Regions from separate parts of the Ovis aries genome. Here region 1 is linked to region 2. The links are chromatin contacts, called in public Hi-C maps. All regions are on one chromosome and are shown on one strand. Each heading gives the region's core, a stretch centred on a gene start, on an enhancer-like site or on the middle of the called end of the contact. The rest is flanking DNA. Distances are from core to core; before and after follow the strand shown.

Region 1 (6,885 bases), core at 3,599-6,098, 80 kb after region 2:
ATGCAGCCAGTAAATCAACACATTTTTTAAAAGAGTAACATACTCGAAATATCCCACTTTAAGCTCAAACGTTGTCACCAAGAATGGCAATTCTGCAATGTGGAAGTTGTCCTATTTGGATGGTCCATTCTGCACAGAAACAGCCTATGGTCCCAGAGAGGCAGAAAAACGTACAGTTCCCCACTTCCCACTGGAGACCTGAGAATGATCTAGTGAGTTAATGAGCTGAAGGGACAGAGGTCTCTGCTTAAAGCTCAGGTTAAACATTAAATCTCTTGACTTTTTTGTTCACAGCTCTTTAACTTGTCAAGTGGAGCTGAAGTCCTAGCCTGCTCACAACTGTTCCTGATGAACGCCGGTGAGCTGTTTGCACAAGTCCTCCTGCTGGGAAGGCTCTCAGGAACACAACTTCCTCCTCTAGGCCATTGACCGCCTCTTCCTAAGAGGCTGCCCCAGTTCTCTTCCAGGCTGTAACTCACTGAAGGAGCCTCTCAACAGCCTTCTGAGGGTCTGGGGGTATTTCCGGGTCATGGAATTTTCAAGCAGATGAGTAGATCACCCTCCATGCAGGGTTGCACAGGTTGCTCATGGAACAAACATACCAAACCAAGCAGCAAGTCAAGGCTGCAGTCCAGCCACGTTCCATTTGCCAAGCTATCCCCTGGGAAGCAGAGTTGCATCCCCCTAGACAAGGGCAGCATGGGCTCACCAAGGCTCCACCAGTTCCTCTGACACTGTTGACCCAGAACTTTAAGTAGTTCAGTGATGAAGGTAATGACTTCATTTTAAACTAAGCTTTTTACACTGTCTTGCCAAAGAATTTCTCCCAATCCCTGTACATGCATGCACACAGCATCAAAACACAAAGTCCCAGTCATGTTTTTACAAACTAGTCGGGCAAAGACGGGAAAGGAAGCTGGAGAAATATAGTAGGTCTAGAATGCGGTGTCTGGTGGTCCCCAGTACTGCTCTGCAAAAGCTTCCTCCTGGATGTAGGAGTGGGATGACTTCCTCTCATGGGACTGGATGGTCCTGGGACAATCTTGTGTGAAAAAAAGTGAGTGTGTCATTTATGGACTAGAGCAGTCAATTCTGCTGAAATAGCCCCTCAAATTCTCTTTCCACCATGGAGACGGACCATGTTCAAGCTGGTGGCAGCTCTGTCAGTCAGTGTTCTGGAGCATCCCACTAAAGAACTCATCTTGAGGTCTAAGAATTAAATCTTGGCTGTCCCAAGCCAATTCCACTGGGGCTGTTTCTTCCTGTGACATTATCCAGGCTACTGACAATGATACTCTAAAGTAAATACATTGACACTTGGGGCTTCCATGGTGATCCAGTGGCTAAGACTCTGAGCTCCCAATGCTGAGGGCAGGGGCTTCATTCCCTGATAAGGGACCTAGATCTCACATGCCCCAACTTATGGATCCTGCTGCTGCTGCTGCTAAGTCACTTCAGTCGTGTCTGACTCTGCAACAAAGACTGAAGATCCCATGTGCCACAACTAAGACCCAGTGCAGCCAAAAAATAAATATATAATTTTAAAATTAAAAAAAAAATCCCCCCAAATATGAAAGATATTGACGCTCAATTCTGTGAATGAGGCAGGGTCCTAGAGAGTAAAAAAAGTCAGGTTTGTAGTTGTCACGGACCACTATTTCCCTGGGGACTTAAAACATGACTATGTTTAATAGTCAAGTTAATCTTAAACATATATATATATGATATAATATATATCATATATATATTTAGTAAAAGTTACTTTAATGGTAGTTGTGATGGTTAATCTTATGTGCCAACTTGACAGATCTAAGGGATGCCCAGATAGCTGGCAAAACATTATTTCTGGTTGCGCCTGGGAGGGTGTCTCAAGAAGAGTCAGTGGACTCAATATAGCCGAGGCCTTCAATGCAGTTGAGGGCCCACAGGGAACAGAAAGTGGGGGAAGGGAAGATTCTCGCTCTCTGCCTGAGCTGGGGCATTGTCTTCTCCTGCCTGTGGACACCAGCCGTCCTCATCCTCAGGCCTTCAGAGCCAGACTCACTGACATCACTGACTTTTCTGGGTCTCCAGTTTGCAGATGGCAGGTTGTGGGGCTTCTTGTCCTCTATAGCCCTGTGAGCCAATTCCTGTGCTGTGTCCTCTTGGATGCATCTCTTTATGTATTCTTTCCGGCTTCCCAGGTGGCTCAGTGGTAAAGAACCTGCCTGGCAATGCAGGAGGTGCAGGAGACATGGGTTCAATCTCTGGGTGGGAAGATCCCTGGAAGAGAAAATGGCAACCCACTCCAGCATTCTTGCCTGAAAAATTCCATGGACAGAGAAGCCTGGCGGACTACAGTCCATGGGGCCTCAGAGAGTGGGACGCCACTGAGCACAAGAATCCTGGTGGTTCTGTTACTCTGAGAGGCCTGACTAATACAGCAAGTCACATAAAATCTCTGAGTAATAAAAGAGGCAGATTTCCTTTCCTACATTTTTCCCCTCACTTTTTAACATAGCTTTTTATTAACTAGTGTTTTAAACTACAAAGCATGCATGCTCATGGCAGAGGGAAAAAAGCACAATGAGTGCAGAAAGATAAATGTATAAATAAAGCATGCGCTATACCACAGGCCATCCAGGTCCTTCAAGGTAATCACTGTTAACAGTTTATTGTGTTGGCAACCCACTCCAGTATTCTTGCCTGGAGAATTTTATGGGCAGAGGAGCCTGGCAGGCTACATACAGTCCATGGGGTCACAAAGAGTTGGACACGATTGAAGTGACTTAGCATGCATGCACACGTATCTTTTTAGTGATTCCTTTCCTGCATTCCTCCCTGAGGAGGGCATGGCAATCCACTCCAGTATTGCCTAGAAAATTCCAAGGACAGAGGAGCCTGGCGGGTTACTGTCGACGGGGTCACAAAGAGTCAGATACAACTGAGCGACTAACGCTTCAAGGTTTACTTCAAAGACCATTTGGCAAAAAAAAAAAAAAAAAAAAAGGAGTTCCCTGATGGGCCAGTGGTTAGGACTGTTTTCACTGCAGAGGGCACAGGTTCAAGACTTGTAGATCATTTGTCTTATGAAGCCTGAAATATGTCCATCTGGCCCTTTACACAAACTGCATGGAGCCCTGGTTTAGTTGAAAGCGCTCTGAGTTTCGTCCCAGATGACAGGGTTTATTCATGAAAGAAAAGGAAGTTAATATTAACCACCTACAGTTTTTAGTAACTTATTTCTGCCTTCATACCTAACTCAGCGTGCTCACTTGGGGCCCCAGGTGAGATTGCTGAGTTATGAAACCCAAGGGAAAAGGTTCTTGTAGACAAATAAGCCCTTTTAATATTTAAATTTCTTCTTGTGTGTGAACCAGAAATGAGATCTCAAAGTCAGATCTCTTTTTCTACTTCTAGATTTTATTTTTTCTCTACAGATAAAATGTTATCAGCATTTTCCTTCCTGTCCTTTCTCTTATTTAGATACAAATAAAAAGTCTTTCTGCGTTTCTGCAAGTATCAACCCTAGGAATATATTGAGTTATTTTTAATCTACCCAAGAATACTTATCCAAATATGTTTTGATTATTTAAACTGAAAGCAAACACCAAAATGAAATCACCAGAAAAGAAACTCAGTCTGTTTGAAAAAGTATATATCTCACAGAAATGCAGTTTGACTCAACTCTATAAGCACTTGTAAAGCTTTTACCATGCGATAAACTTGGGGAATATATAAATAAATGATTCATAGTTCCTGGCTTCAGGAACTCAGAGACCAGTGAGGGAGACAGCTGTGTTCAAAAATTAAAATAAAAAGAGAAATGTGACATAACAGGTATAAATACTGAGGAAAGACAAGAGGTCAATAAAGCATCCTGGAGAAGACACTAGAGCTGGGTGTTAATAGGAGGAGAGTTTCCAAATTGCAGATGAGAAAGGATCAAGATGTGGAAGGACATATGGATGCTCCCTATGCTGGGGGGTGGGGGGGGGATGGAGGGAAATGAGAGTTGGTGCCCTCTGGTCCAGTGCCCTCCTGGTCCTTAGCTTACTGCTATAGTGGGGAAGGCAGCACCCTGACTTTTTAATAATCATCCTGCATTTGGTACAAAATGAAATCCTAAATTAACGATGGCTTCTCCAGCCCCAGACCGTCACACCCTCCCAGGACAGACAGATGTCATTCTGCCACTCGGAGCACGTGGTCCTTCACGTGTGGCAAGGAGGAGCACACAGCAAAGGCTGGGGCGTGGGGTCAGCCCTGAGGGAGCCTCGGGGAGGGCATGCTCAGAACAGGGTCCTGAAGAAGGAAAAGTGGCTCCTGCGGGGTCCCCAGGCAAAGATTTCAGAGCTCTTGTTTACTGAGAACTAAGATGCCCTGGGCACTCTGTGAGGTTCGGATGGTTTGACCTTTGGGAGCATCACAGGGTAGATTTTGTGGTCTTCCATTTGATGGATGGGGCACTGAGGCTCAGAGAGCCCAAGACACTTGCCCACAGTCACACAGTTACTCAGTGCTGGAGCCTCCGGTGGTCTTGCTACAAATCCCTACTGGCCCCTGACACCTGTCCTAACATTGAGCCCAGGTACCCGGGCCCTGGCTGTCCCTCCATTACCAACGAGCCACCCTAACTAGCAGAGCTGCAGACAGTGACACAAGGGGCTTTGGCGACAGTTTTAACACATGCGCTCCTGTCCTCTGAGGAACCTCTTTCCTAGACCAGGGAGTATCAGCATCTTCCAGACCCCGGGGAGATCCCAGTCCATCTTTCAGTTTCAATCTGGCAGTCTCATACCCTCTCCAGCACTGCCCCACCCCCAGAAGAGCTTCATCTGACTGTGCCTGGAGCCGCCACGACCACCGCCGTGACATCATGCCTCTCTAGGTCCAAGCAAGAGCTGAACACCAGCTGCTCTGAAAGCAAACTTTGGTTGCCACGGTAACTGGGCCATCAGCCTCTTCCTGACTTCAACAGTGCCAGCAACACCACTGTGTCTCAGCTCCAAAAGGCGCCCGCAGCAGCTCACTGTCTGGCTGGGCACAGCGGGGGCAGAACTCCCGTGGTCGGGGTGAGATGAGGTGAGGGGAGTGAGGAGGGTGGGGGCTGAGGAGGAGGTGCAGAAGGGCCTCTCCTTACTGGCTGCCATGTTCTTCAGCCCCAGGGAAAATTTCAGAGGCAGTGCTTTGATCCTGACCGAGGGGCCCTCCCTTTCCTTAACCATCTGTGTTTTGTTGGGGAAACACAAGGGGTGGGGGGATGTTTCTCTGCCTCAGACCCAGCTCTGTGGATCGGAAGTGGCCTTGGTGACCAGGGGGTTTGGTGGTCCTCGGGTGTGAGGTGGGGACCAGGGTGGTAGCCTGGGGCAGGGAGACAGCAAGCTTGGGTTGCTCCTCTCTTGGCGTGGGGGGAGGGGGGGTGGCTCCCTGGGTGGTTGACCAGAGCTCCACCCTGGCCCCAGACTCCTGCCCAGACCTGGGGCCCAAGGAGAAAGGACAGAGGTGCCAGGCAACTGCCAAGGAGACAGAGAAACCATCTCGAGCTGAAGGAGAGTAAGGGGACGTGACGGAAAGCTTAGGGAGGGACCCTGTACCATCAAAGTGGCAGTACAGTAGGGCACAGCGAACTCTGCTCAGTGTTACATGGCAGCCTAGCGGGAAGGGGAGTGTGAGGGAGAAGGGATACCTGTGTCAGGCAGTTAGAATAGGAAGGAGTCCAAAATAGCGGTGGCTAAAAGACAAAGAGGGAGAAGCCCAAAAAAATAGAAAAAGGAAGGTCCGAGGACCCGAGTGAGAACCTCAGGTGAAACATACAGCCCTCCTGGCTAGCCCAGTTTACATAGGGCAGGCTCAGGGGAAGGAGGAAAAACAGATAAAAAGAGGAACCAAAATTGAACTGCTCTCTTCTTTTGGGTCGGCCTGCCCTCACGCCTCGAGGATGTTTTCCTTTGCTTGCCAAATAAAACTGAGCTGTAACCGAGCTGTAACACTGGTCTGCCGCTTCCAACGTTTGCTGTGGTGAGACAGAACCAAGGAAATTACACACTCCCCTGACACACGTGTATGTATGGCTGAGTCCTTTTTCTGTCCACCTGAAACTGTTACAATATTGTTAATTGGCTATCCTCCTATATTAAGTAAAAAGTTAAAAAAAAAAGGCAGTAGGGGGAAAACTCTGGAAATCTGTGTAAAGTCTGCCGTGTACTTAGTAATGTTACACCTAAGTTGATGTCTTATTTTTCAACTTTTCTGTGGTTATGCCACATGTTAACAGTAGGGGGAGCTGGCTGCCGTATAGAAACTGTACAATTCATATCTTCTATAAGTCTGACATTATTTTAAAATAAAAAGTTTCTAAAATTGTGTATATTTCTTCACGGAAATAAAAGGAGGTGCTGGCTTCAGTATCTTGGCACACTGTAAAATAATTCTGTCACACTGCCTGTTGGCCCCTCTAATTCTGGCACAGTCATGCCATCCAGACCACTGGGCAAAGGTCTAAAGAGACCATGGACAACAGGGATGAGAACTGGCCTCTTCTTTAAAAAAAGAAAAATACAGCTTTTGATTTTGTATTGGGGTATAGCCAGTTAAAAATGTTGTGACAGTTTCAGGTGAACAGTAAAGGGGCTCAGCCAAACATATACACGTGTCCATTCTCCCCCAAACTTTCCTCCTCATCTGGGCTGCCACATAACGTTGAGCAGGGTTCCCTGTGTTACACAGTAGGTCCTTCTTGGTTGTCCAGTTAAAATATAGCAGTGTGTACATGTCCATCCCAAACTCTCTAACTATCCCTCCCCTCTAGCAACCGTAAGTTCGGAGAACTGGCCTCTTCTTAGTGCTCCAGCATCATTCTAAATTCCCTATTAATTCCAGTTACTCAGTTACTTGGGGGTCCTC
Region 2 (7,334 bases), core at 296-2,795:
GTGTCCAGACATTACCCGAAGCCTATTTGTGAAAAGGCAGAGTTGTGACCAGAGGTGACCACAGCCAGGTGATTTAAAGTGAAGTCACGAGTTGCACACTTCTGATCACCTGCATGGCCAGCTTGAGAAGGGGCCCATACAACTTCCATGGCTCGGAGATCCTTCGGCCGCAGCATCTCAGCAAATGGCCCAAGAGCACACTGACCCCAGCCTGCCCTTGGGGACATCATAGAGGCACGAGAAGGGTGCCAGGCTGATCCCTGTTTTGGCTTTGCCCCAGAGTGAAATTCAAGGGGTCAGCACTGTGTCTCGATATGTATCCACCTCGGGCCCCTGTAAATCACCGGAATCTTTGAGCTCAAAGTGAGTCCATAACTCGGCTGGAAGCAGGTTTCCCCTGACTACTGCCAAATGTTGAATTCATTTAACAAACGTTTGTGAAGGGCCTACTTTGTGCCAGGCACTGTTCCTGGCACTGGAGATATAGGAGTACATGACCCAGTGCTGAATGGAGTTTACATTCTGGTTAGGAAGATGGCTACAGTGAAATCGGCAGAGGCCACTGTGTAATTTTCCAGGTAGCACTGATGGATGCGGGGAGACTTACCAGTAACCTCAAATATGCAGATGACAACACCCTTATGGCCGAAAGCGAAGAACTAAAGAGACTCTTGATGAAAGTGAAAGAGGAGAGTGAAAAAGTTGGCTTAAAGCTCAGCATTCAGAAAACGAAGATCATGGCATCTGGTCCCATCACTTCAGGGCAAATAGATGGGGAAACAGTGGAAACAAAAGAGACTTTATTTTTTGAGGCTCCAAAATCACTGCAGATAGTGACTGCAGCCATGAAATTAAAAGACGCTTACTCCTTGGAAGAAAAGTTATGACCAACCTACACAGCATATTAAAAAGCAGAGACATTACTTTGCCAACAAAGGTCCGTCTAGTCAAGGCTATGGTTTTTCCAGTGGTCATGTATGGATGTGAGAGTTGGACTATAAAGAAAGCTGAGCAGCAAAGAATTGATGCTTTTGAACTGTGGTGTTGGAGAAGACTCTTGAGAGTCCCTTGGACTGCAAGGAGACCTAACCAGTCCATCCTAAAGGAAATCAGTCCTGAATATTCATTGGAAGGACTGATGCTGAAGCTGAAACTCCAGTACTTTGACCACCTGATGCAAAGAACAGACTCATTTGAAAAGACCCTGAAGCTGGGAAAGATTGCAGGAGAAGGGGACGACAGAGGATGAGATGGTTGGGTGGCATCACCGACTAGTCGGGCATGAGTTTGAGTAAGTTTCAGGAGTTGGTGATGGACAGGGAAGCCTGGTGTGCTGCAGACCATGGGGGTCGCAAAGAGTCAGACACGACTGAGCGACTGGACTGAACTGAACTGAACTGATGGATGCTGCGGGGAGAACTGAGGCAGTGCAGGGGGTGGCAGCCAGGGGGCGCTGTCTCTCGGTCTCTAGGAAGCGGATGTCACCGCAGCTCCTCCCCTGCACCTCAGCCAGCGGCGCCCAGCGCCACCTGGCGCCCTCTGCTCTGGGTCATTCGGCTTCCTGTGACTTCTCCCGGTTCGTGGTTCCTCCGCTTCCTTGTCTCCTGATAGCCCCTCCTCACCTCTTGATGAAGGAGAGAGAGGAGAGCGTGGAAAAGACTGGGACTCGCTGTGCAAATATAATTCATTCACAGCACTTAAGGAATTCATCCCAGCCTCCCATCTCCTGGGCTGGGGGTTTCATAAACACAGTGATAGTCCAGTGGCACAGAAAAGAGGTGAACGTGTATGATGCAGCTTGGATGTGGTTCGATGTGCACGATGTATCTTTGTTAGATTGAAAATGATCTGCAGGCCGGTCTTCTGAAGCCCCAGTCTCAGGGCCGCCCAGAGCCGTGCTCTTCAGATCAAGAGTGGGCAGGGCGGTGACCCCTGGGTGGGAGCGGTCTGGATACCTCCTCAGGTACAGTGTCTGACCTAGATTGAATCAGCCCCTGGTCCTTGGAGTAGCTGTCCCCTCCCTGTGCAGACAGCTCCACGCCCAAGAGGAAACCTCCAGAGCTCACTGCACTGTGTGGACCCCGCACCCCTGGTCGAGAGGGAAGGTGGGCCAGGACTGGGGCCCTCGGCCACGCCTTAGCCAGAGCCCACTGCCCTCCGGAGAGGCTCCACCCCTAGCGAGGCGCTGGCCTGGCTGTGGCCAGGGCCCTTGGATGTTCCTTCTGAGCTGGGGAATCAAAACAGTTCCTTCCTTCTGGTGAGTCTGTATCTGAAATGAACTCCTGCTTTGGGTTGGACACGCCTTAATCCCACGATAGTCATGGGGTATGTGAGGTGAGGGTCTCTCTTTCCTGTTGAGAGGAGGCCAAGGTTTAGAACAGTCACCTGCCAGTGGAAACTGAGTCAGAACTGGCACTGTTTAGGCGTGTCTCACTCCAGAGTGAGGCCTTTGTGCACTGAGTAGAGTGCCTAGACAGGATGCTTGTCAACGCTCATGGAGCCTGCAGCTCAGAGAGGGGCCCACGTGGATGTCAGCATGCTCGGAGCTCACAGCTCAGAGAGGGGCCCACGTGGACGTCAGCATGCTCGGAGCTCACAGCTCAGAGAGGGGCCCACGTGGACGTCAGCATGCTCGGAGCTCACAGCTCAGAGAAGGGCCCACGTGGACGTCAGCATGCTTGGAGCTCACAGCTCAGAGAGGGGCCCACGTGGATGTTAACATGCATGGAGCCTGCAGTTCGGAGAGGGGCCCACGTGGATGTCAACATACATGGAGCACTCAGCTCAGAGAGGGGCCCACGTGGATGCCAACATGCATGGAGCCTGCAGTTCGGAGAGGGGCCCACGTGGATGCCAACCTGCATGGAGCGCTCAGCTCAGAGAGGGGCCCACGTGGATGCCAACCTGCATGGAGCGCTCAGCTCAGGGGCCCACGTGGACGTCAGCATGCATGGAGCCTGCAGTTCGGAGAGGGGCCCATGTGGATGTCAACATGCATGGAGCACTCAGCTCAGAGAGGGGCCCACGTGGATGCCAACATGCATGGAGCCTGCAGTTCGGAGAGGGGCCCACGTGGATGCCAACCTGCATGGAGCGCTCAGCTCAGAGAGGGGCCCACGTGGATGCCAACCTGCATGGAGCGCTCAGCTCAGAGAGGTGGACCGAGGACTTTAGTTTTCTTGTTGCAGCAGTGTTCGCTCATCAGGCAGGACAAGTACAGCACACGGATTTTGGGTGGAAAGAATAGGTCTGTACTTTCTCTGTAAACATAACACTGCTCTGTAAGGTATTAATTTCAAAACACCATGGCCATATAATAGAGTTGTGACATCTATGACTTTGGGAAGCAGCAGACCCCTGATTCCAGCTCTCTCCAGAGGCGGGTAGCCCCTCCTCCCCAGGATAGACAGGCGCTCATCTGTGGCTTTGTGTGTGCAGATGTGAGAAACAGAAAGCCAAGTGTCTGTACCACTGTATGAAGGTATTTGTCAAGGTTTTGTCAAGTCATGAACACAGAAATTTGTAATATTATTTTTCTTTTGTTCCTTTAGATCTCTGACAAATATGATGTTCCCCAAGAAAAGATTGGGAAAATCTTCAAGAAGTGTAAAAAAGGGTGAGTGCTGACTGGCAACCTTAGAGCCTCTGATGTCAGGGTCACAGAACAGAGACTAGGAGTGATGTCAGTGTTATAGAACAGCCCCTCTGAGTGATGTCAGGGTCATAGAGCAGAGACTAGGAGTCATATCAGTGTCATAGAGCAGCCCCTCTGAGTGATGTCAGTGTTTTAGAACAGCCCCTCTGAGTGATGTCAGTGTTATAGAACAGCCCCACTGAGTGATGTCAGTGTGATAGAACAGCCCCTCTGAGTGATGTCAGTGTTATAGAACAGCCCCTCTGAGTGATGTCAGTGTGATAGAACAGCCCCTCTGAGTGATGTCAGGGTCATAGAACAGCCCCACTGAGTGATGTCAGTGTGATAGAACAGCCCCTCTGAGTGATGTCAGGGTCATAGAGCAGCCCCTCTGAGTGATGTCAGTGTGATAGAACAGCCCCTCTGAGTGATGTCAGGGTCATGGAGCAGCCCCTCTGAGTGATGTCAGGGTCATAGAGCAGAGACTAGGAGTGATGTCAGTGTCATAGAACAGCCCCTCTGAGTGATGTCAGTGCCATAGAACAGCCCCTCTGAGTGATGTCAGGGTCATAGAACAGCCCCACTGAGTGATGTCAGTGTGATAGAACAGCCCCTCTGAGTGATGTCAGGGTCATAGAGCAGCCCCTCTGAGTGATGTCAGTGTGATAGAACTGCCCCTCTGAGTGATGTCAGGGTCATAGAGCAGCCCCTCTGAGTGATGTCAGTGTGATAGAACAGCCCCTCTGAGTGATGTCAGTGTGATAGAACAGCCCCTCTGAGTGATGTCAGGGTCATAGAGCAGAGACTAGGAGTGATGTCAGTGTCACAGAACAGCCTCTGAGTAATGTCAGTATCATAGAAAATTAATTTCATCCACCTGAATTTGTGCCCAGTCAAGAACCAGTTATAGAAATATCAGTGCAAAAATAATAGTTTTTCATACTAGATTATCCACATAAAGTTGATTTATTTTTCTAGGGCATCTTTGTGGATTTTTTCCAAGTAAAATCTTTGTTTCTCCCATGCTTGGCAGCAGTGCAGTTGCTCCAAATTCCAGAGCGCATGATAAAATTTACCAAGGCTGACAACAGTCGCTGCCCCATTTATTGAGCCCCCATCATGAGTCAGGTGCTGGGCCAGGCACATGTGTGTTACTTAATTCCCATGTTACCATTACTCTAAGACAGGAGTTACTACTCAGTTTCTGGATGAGGCAGCTGAGGCCCAGAGAGCCTAGGAAGCTTTTCCAGAATCAGGGTCAGCTTAGTGCCGAGGCCAAGCTTCAAGTTCTGTTTTGACCAACATCAAAGCCTTTGCTCCATCTCCCTCCACCCTCCTGCCCTGAGACATGTTTTCAATCATGGAATGTTGCTTCTTAGTTCAGAAGTTAATATTTTTAGAACTGTACTTAAGTGTCAGTACTGTTTGGCATGGGATACAGAGTAAGCATTTTGGGGCTTAATTCTAAAGCATGTGGAATGTCCTCGATGGGCCTTGTGGGAAGGGTTGGCCTTGATAGTAGATTGGCTAAACTTTGAGGGTAACTCATTGGGAAAAAGAGTCGTCAGGGAGCTGTGGCTTCCAGACGCGTAGGTTGACTTGACTGATGTGCCTTCTGTAGCTGGACCATGTGATTCTTCTGTAGACTGACTTTGTTCACTGTAATAAGTACTGTTTATTGAAAGATCACTGCACACTGAAATAATAACTCAGCTACTGTGTTTTCTTTATCGTATACCCTGCACGTGAAGTGCTTCACCCAAGCTCCTCATTTCATCCCTACAACAACCATGTAAGATTGACCCTACTATTATACCCATTTCACAGATGAGGAAAGTGAGGCATAGGGAGTGTAACTAGTTTGCCTCACATGGCACAGCTAGCAAGTGGCAGTGTTAGCTGTGGAGTTTGGGTGTGACTGCGGAGCGGGCAGGAGTGAGCAGGCCTGTCTCGTCTCCCTTTTCCAGGATCCTGGTGAACATGGACGACAATATCGTGAAGCATTACTCCAATGAAGACACCTTCCAGCTGCAGATGGAAGAGTCCGGGGGATCGTTCAAGCTCACCCTCACTGAGATCTGAGGATGCCCCGCCCACGACTCCCAGCGAGCTCAGTGAAGCTGTCACCTGGGCCTTTGGGGTTGGCAAGCCACAGGTTCGCCAGTCGGCCACCTTCCAAATGTGGGTGGATGTCAGTGGAAGTTGGAGGTGGCACTGCTTTTGGCTTGGAGATAGCATTGAATGTATTGCATTGACGTTTTTCAGATGACCCCAGAAAGCATATTTGAATTTTCTGCTATAAATACTTAGGATTAAAAGTGGAAACTTTGTTCCAAGATTTGCTAGGTTACCTGGGAACCTTTAGGATATCTGCTACATTATTTATGGAACTGTCTCTTCAGCACGGTGCACGTCAGACTCGGTGTGACTCTGACCGCCTCAAGTCACGGGCACGGTGCCCCCACCAGACGGGGGCACCCTCTCTCCTCGGCCTCTCATTCCCCAGTAAGTGTTTACTCCAACAGGGCAGGTTACCGAAATCTTCCTTTGTGACTGTCTTGAACATATCAACTGCCTCTATTATGAAGAACCCGAACGGTGACAGTGTGCCTCCGTCAGGCTAAAGCTGCGTGTGTGTGAGTGCAATACGTCTTGAAGGCCTGTGTCTGTAAATGTGTACATACCTGTCCTATATAAATAGATAATATATACGTGTGGTGTCTGTACATACAGTGAGGAGACGCGAAGAGGTCTACCCTAAGGACTTTCTTGAGATGAGAGGATAAGTTATTTCTGACCACCTACACCCAGCAGGTAGCATGCTGTGCTTAGTGAATCCTGCTCACAAGCTTTCTCTGGGTTTTCCCGAACACAGCCACCATTCTGTAGCATGGCAAAACCTCAGATGACAGAGATGCTGCACACTCTTGAGAAGGTTGTTATTTGGATGTCTGCCCTGTTTAACACATGAAGTAAAGGAAAAAGCACTACTGCAGCTCACATCTGTTGTGTCTGCTAGTATCAGTCAGGTGTCCCCGACAGCGGGAATAAACACAGTGATCACGGCATGTACTGTCGCCACCGTGAACCAGGAGATGCAACTCAGGACGGAGTGCTTCCAGATCTCTGTGCTATAGGAAATGACTTCTGTTTTATCACGTTTCAGAACCTCCAGGCTTTGTCTTGTATGCTAACAGTTCTAAAAAGCATTCATGAGTTTATGAGACTGTATTACTATGGGGAACATTTTTATACATGTTTAAATATATAAAAATACTAAAGAGTGTAATTTTGTAACGGAAATAAAAATTGCAGGTATCTTTAGGTTCAGGGAAATAGAATAGGCTCTTTGTATACATAGGATTGATAGTTACATTCTTCCATTAAAATATTCTAATGAAGTATGTGAACTAAGTTGCTGGCTTTCTAAAATAAGATCTTATGGGACACGGGTCATATAATAATATTTTGTATTTTGTTTTATGAAATTGATTTTGTCTTATTTTTAATTGTATAATTGAAGATGTATTTTAAACCAAAGGGATTAAATTTTTATATGTCTATTTCATAATACGTCCTTTCCTGTTATTTAGCTTGGCGTTTCCTTTCATTAGTCAGTAAAAGCAGAATCTGAGATCTTAAAAAGTAGAGCTGAAAAGAATCAGCTTCGTGTTTTCTCCCTGTTTCCTAGCATGTAAAC

What was found. Hi-C and Micro-C count contacts between places; a contact is called where the count stands out from the background.
Region 1: a contact with region 2 is called in a Hi-C map of hypothalamus, with 3 times the contacts expected there. The contact joins two enhancer-like sites. A contact is called at or near these places in 12 of 16 Hi-C or Micro-C datasets (blood, hypothalamus, liver and 6 more).

Annotation. Positions count from the first base shown.
Region 1 is chr3:19,284,218-19,291,102 of ARS-UI_Ramb_v3.0, forward strand. No RefSeq gene overlaps it. Among named protein-coding and RNA genes, the nearest start is that of CYS1, 8.7 kb to the left of the region's middle. Within about 2 kb of position 4,849, at least 22 of the 54 cell types and tissues checked have an H3K27ac peak or open chromatin away from gene starts, as enhancers often do. A contact at or near this core is called in hypothalamus, where this site is marked.
Region 2 is chr3:19,207,211-19,214,544 of ARS-UI_Ramb_v3.0, forward strand. It overlaps GRHL1 (grainyhead like transcription factor 1), which reads left to right. Exons shown (of 16, transcript XM_027966513.2): 15 at 3,552-3,616; 16 at 5,602-7,202. The coding sequence ends at 5,716. Among named protein-coding and RNA genes, the nearest start is that of KLF11, 35 kb to the right of the region's middle. Within about 2 kb of position 1,546, at least 9 of the 54 cell types and tissues checked have an H3K27ac peak or open chromatin away from gene starts, as enhancers often do. A contact at or near this core is called in hypothalamus, where this site is marked.